2 separate regions of the Mus musculus genome follow, and region 2 is linked to region 1. Evidence: chromatin contacts called from public HiChIP or PLAC-seq data. All regions are on one chromosome and are shown on one strand. The core of a region is the stretch at or near the end of the contact, and the rest is flanking DNA. Distances in the headings are between cores, read along the strand shown. Region 1 holds the start of Ankrd44 (ankyrin repeat domain 44). Region 2 overlaps Ankrd44 (ankyrin repeat domain 44).

Evidence for each region. HiChIP or PLAC-seq counts read pairs in DNA pulled down with a chosen protein or histone mark.
Region 2: a contact with region 1 is called in an H3K4me3 HiChIP or PLAC-seq map of embryonic forebrain, with 3 times the contacts expected there. The contact joins the enhancer-like site here to the promoter of Ankrd44 in region 1. A contact is called at or near these places in 8 of 39 promoter capture datasets (the C10 cell line, the HPC-7 cell line, cranial neural crest and 4 more), 3 of 484 Hi-C or Micro-C datasets (bone marrow-derived macrophages, cerebral cortex and nephron progenitors), 6 of 115 datasets of contacts at active chromatin or transcription factors (the HPC-7 cell line, embryonic forebrain, embryonic limb bud and 3 more) and 4 of 9 other capture datasets (adipose tissue, embryonic stem cells, liver and 1 more).

What each region holds. Positions count from the first base shown.
Region 1 is chr1:54,925,067-54,927,704 of GRCm38.p6, forward strand. It overlaps Ankrd44 (ankyrin repeat domain 44), which reads right to left and starts at 1,321. Exons shown (of 28, transcript NM_001081433.3): 1 at 1,074-1,321. The coding sequence starts at 1,100.
Region 2 is chr1:54,706,046-54,708,683 of GRCm38.p6, forward strand. The region is part of intron 16 of Ankrd44 (ankyrin repeat domain 44); the gene reads right to left. All of the region lies in intron 1 of 4930444A19Rik (a long non-coding RNA gene), which reads left to right. Among named protein-coding and RNA genes, the nearest start is that of 4930444A19Rik, 26 kb to the left of the region's middle. Within about 2 kb of position 1,331, at least 23 of the 459 cell types and tissues checked have an H3K27ac peak or open chromatin away from gene starts, as enhancers often do. A contact at or near this core is called in embryonic forebrain and pancreatic islet, where this site is marked.

The DNA of each region.
Region 1 (2,638 bases), core at 71-2,570:
GCTGTAAATACTTAAGGAAAGCAAGCTGAAGTAAATTTAATCTAAAGGGGCAAAACAAACCATTGTGGCTCACTACCGCAAAGGTTGCATTTAAGTTGCAGAATATTCTGGCTGAATTCTAACTAGCAAGACGCCAGATGCAACCTATTAAGAAGTTGGAGGTGCTTAATAGAGGGGACTGGCCTGTTTGACACCATGTATCAAAGTCAAGATCGCCTCTTCGCTTACCAGGCCCCCAAAACAATGTTCATTTCAGTGTAGATGCATAAACCGGGACGTTTCCCCCCTTTTCATGTAAAGAATTGTGAGGTTTTGTTTTGTTTTGTTTTGTGTTTCAGGCAATTTAGTTGGACTTCCCGTGTGTGTCAATGTCCAGACCTGTAGCAAAGACTGTCAATCGGATTCAATAAATAATTTCATGGCTTCAAGCTGAACTCTGGGGCTGCCGGGTGTGATGTCTCCGTCAAAAAAGCAACAAAGCTGAGGGGCACCAGCGCCTGCGAGCTCAGCCTGGGACCTGACTCCATCTCCTATTCGGAGACCTGGGCCGAGAGCTCGCGTCTCTCTGCACCCTCAATCCCACATCCCACACCCAGCCCCTGGGCAACTAAAGAGGAAGTCGGGGTGTCCTATCCAACCGATGAAGATAGCCTATTGCACGGGAGCGGGGATCCCGGCCAGTCTCTTGCCTGACGCGGGAGAGGTCTGGGGAAGCGGGGCTGCGAGGCTGAGATCCTCTCTCCCGCCGTCCACCTTCCTCCTCCTGAGCCCACGGGCAGCCTTCCCCCGAGCACCCCCAGGCTGACTGCTCCTGAGTGCACGACGCAGTCCGAGGCTCCCCTCTCCCGGTGCGGCTGCGACCCGCGTTCCCCGCGTCCGGCGGCCACTCCCGCATCTCGCCGACCCTCTCCGGCCGCGAACGCGCACTTGCGACGGCCCAGGGCGGAGACTGCGCGGGAGCCGAGCCCCGCGGCAGGCCGTGCACGCTCAAAGGCTGCGCGTAAACAGCCCGGGGCGCGCTCCGCTCGCTCGGCGCCCGCCGCGCCCCCTTCTCCGCTCCCCGCCGCCCCTACCTGCTCGCAGAGTTTGAGCACTGCCATTCTTCCTTTCCCGCGCGCGCGCACATACAGCTCTCCGCTCCGCAGATGTCAACGCCGGGAGCCCGGGGACGCGGAAGGGACGGCCCGGGAAAGCTCCAGGAGCTGGGCTCGCGAAGGTGACAGCCCCGCCACTGCTCGGCCGCCGCCGCCTGCCTCTCAGAGCCCAGCCCCGGCTCGCGGGAGTCGCAGCCCGGCCCGCCCGCCTTTATACAGGAAGTGCCGGCCGCTGCCAGCCGGGCCGCCACTGACATCACCGCGCGCTGCCTCGCGCCGCCCGGGCCGACGCTGCCTCCTGCCGCCCGCGGCGGCTCCTCGCAGCCCTCGGCCCCGGCGCCCTCCCACACCTGCACCCCGCTCCGCCAGGAGCCAGCCGAAAGGGGAGGGGGCCTGACGCTGACCCTCCCCAGCAATCCCACCCACGCGCACGCCACCGATGGGCAATCCCTCGCCGACACACCCCAGGGGTCCAGAAAGCTTGCTACTCACAGGCCACCAACTTTCACCCTGCAGACTGTGTCACACCCCCTTTCCCTAAACCTCTTCCCTAATCAGATTGCTCCGGCGCTCCGAATTTCTGCCACCTAGGCGCTGGGCTGACAGTCTCTTTGTTTAATATAAGGAGGCCATGGATGCGTTGTTGAGTCCAGGGTTTCTCTAAACATATAGCGGTGGGAACGGGAGCTGTGACCCTCCGGTCACCTCCTAGTTAAACCACACACTACCCTAACTTGGTAGCCTAGGCTTGGGACTGAAGGTGAAACTGAGTAGGAAAAAAAGAGTCCTACTAAATTACTGCATTAAATAAGTCCTAGCTGATTTATTCCTACAAGAGTAAGTTGCATGCTGCCCACTTTCCACCCTACACACACAGAAGACAGCTGTCCGACAGATTAGGCTTCTAATACAGAGGTAGCAATCCGTAGTAAGTGTTGGTATTTCTGCGATCTGGAAAAGCACTTATAAATTCCGGCAGTGACTGGGCATGGAGAGAAATGGAGCATAAGCAGGTAAGATATTCTGCTGGCTAGTTTTTACCTCTACTTGACACGGGCTACAGTCATTTGAGAAGAGGGAGCCTCAGGTTTGTTTGTTTGTTTGTTTGTTTGTTTGTTTGTTTTTTAAAAAGGCTCCCACCAGATTGACCCGTGAGCAAGCTGGTAGGGGCATTAAGAAAATTAATTAAGAAAAACTGATGATTAATGTGGTCGGGGTCAGCTCTCTGTGAGTTGTGTCACCCTGGGTAGGGGTAATCTTGGGTGTATAATAAAGCAGACTGAGCAAGCCATGAGCACCAAGCCAGTAAGCAGCACTTCTTCCTGGCATGTGCTTCAGTTCCTGCTTCCAGGTTCCTGCCTTGCGTTACTGCCCTGTCTTCCTTCAGTGATGAACTGTGATGTGGAAGCGGAAGTACAAACAAATTCTTTCTTCCTCAAGTTGTTTTTGGTCACTTTTCCTTTTTTTGTCACACTAGAGCCCGTAAGTAAGACAGGTGCCTACTCTCAAAGGGCACTCATATAAACCAGATAGGCATTGCAGAT
Region 2 (2,638 bases), core at 81-2,580, 220 kb before region 1:
TTTTTTTTCCTCTATGTTGTATGGAAATATTTTTCTTTTTAAAGATAAGCTTTTGAGAACTAAAGAGATGGCACAGTTGTTAAGGCTGTGTACTATTATTTCAGAGGACTTGAGTCCAATCCCAGGACTCAAGGCAAGTGGCTCACAACCACGTATCATTCCAACTCTGGGGATCCGGCATCATCTTTTGATCTTCATGGGTATCTGAGCTTGTGTGAACGTGCTCTTATATACAGAAGAACACATAAGCACACAACTAAAATATGAAATCTTTTTTAAAAACTATAACATCTACTCCCTGTCCACACTAATGCAAGCACTTAGTAGTTCTTTTATCTAATCTTTTGTATTGTTTCATATAGAACTAGCAAGTATTACAGAAGCTGCTGTTGCAATAGAGTAACTCACTCACTTGTTTCCTGTATCACTATCAAATTAATACACTAAATCCATCAAGATGGGGCAGGGTCTAACTCTGATGAGTGATACTTCATACAACGTGTGTTCTTAATAAATTCACAGTGACATTGACCCTACATCTTCAGGAGCCACTCTAGGTAACAGTGGCTTTCTGTCAAAAGTCAAACAAACAAAAATCTTTTTTTTTTTTAAGTGCTATCTGGTAATACTCTTGGATTGCAGTTACTGTACACACTAAAAACAACCTTCTCTGCTACACATGTGACACCAATACAGTCCTCACATATTTATGTAAATCTGGCTCAAAGTTATCAAAGGAAACTCACTAACGGGTTGGGAGACTCAGAGTCTCCCCCTGCAGGAGACTGCGAATCATTGCAGTTCTTTGAAATGCTCTGTAAATTAAAACCTCTTGAAGTGGAGAAGGGCTACATTCCATAGAAAATAAAATAGGTAATGATAAGCGATTTCAATGAGAAAGTGTAGATACAGTGCCATTTTTCCTGACCATTCACCTCCCAGAGCATTATTAATTCAATGATAAACATGTGAATGCTGTCTATAAGAGCTTCACTCCTTAGGCACCTCACATAAACATGAGGGCTCGTGGAACACAAGCATCTGGGCTGATGTGAAAGACAGCAGGGTCTTCACCTCTCCCCCACCATCCCTGTCTATCAACACAAGCACTCTTTAGAAAGCTCAATTAGCTGGAGTCGTGCATGCACTGTGTGACACTTGATTGCAGTAAGTGACAGTCACCTTGAAAGGGTGACAGGTGGTCAGCTCTAAAATATTCAGGGCCGTGGGTTACATTTGATTGACTCCACTCGCTGAGCAGGTACAGCTCTTTGTGTTTCACTAGGAAACAGGATGGCTGTGTTGTGTTTCCATGGTGATTTCTGAGAGCAACGTTCAAGCATAAAAGTTACTCTTTTAATCAGCAGTCGTTTTCATCTGGATGGTATTCCCATGTTACCCTGAATCATCACTGTGTTAATTTACTTTCTGCCTCAGGTCAGGGTGCAATTCATTTGCTTTGAGCAATGGAGGTTTTTATCTGAGGGGTAGGAGAGATGCGGAAGCTCAGAGGCATGGCGATATAATTAAAAAAACAGAACAAAAATAAAGAAGACAACTGACTTGAAAGCAAAATTATTAACTATAAAGTAAAATGTAAAAAACAGGAGATGGTGACGGCATCCCACTTCAGAAAGACTTCTAGCTTGCTTGCTCCTAGCCCCCACCAAGTCTATGTGCCAGCAATACACATGTCCTTTAGATGCCATCTCTTAATGTTCGATGACAGTATAAATTTTCTGCTGTAAACATCAATACATCCATTGAGTCTGTCCCAGGCCATAAAATACACAGCTTTAATGAAAATTTCTACTGATACAATTAAGGCTAATTTTGTTGGGACTCAAAAGCTCTGGCCAAAGACCACAAAGACTGTGTCTGCGTATGTCTGCCTAATGAGTAGTAAAAGAATCAGCACAGATTCAAGTAAGTGGCAAGAAAGCTGTTATTATCCTAAGCAAAGTCAAAGCAGATGGGAGAGACTTGACACGCATATTCAGATACGTGCCTGCCTCACATCAGATCTTTTATGAATGGCTGATCCCAGATGGTGGTGCCGTCAGAAGCATGAGTTTAATACGGCATCTAGTTTCTTTTTGCTCCAGCATATCGTGTCATTTCCAACTGCTTCACTTAGTGGGCAAAGCAGATATCATCAAAATCAAAGACGCCATTACTAGCCAGGTTCTCTGATATCTTATAAATCAAGTACTCCTTGATTTAGCCAAGCAAGCTCAGACACCCCCACCTGTCCTCATTCAGTCCATTTCCAGTTTCATGTTGCTACCCCACGGTCACACAAATGGTGACAAGACTAATGGTGACAGGGAGAGATGCTTAGCAAACACACTACCCTATGAGAGTCAGCAAGCATCTCTTTAACCATGACACTCCCACAGCACTGCTCCTGCACCTCTGGAACTCCTGATTGATTCTAGATAATGACTTGAAAAAAAAATAGTAACAGAAATACAGAATCCCAGTAAGATAATTTACTTTATCTTAATAACTTTCACAGTTATTTCTTACATGCTGGTTCCCATTGCTAGGTAGTAAGATCGCAGGTACAGCATTCTTTTAGCTTTTAGATATTCATAGGTATGGCGCAGTGTGCAGAAGATGGGGTATCTTTAAGTTA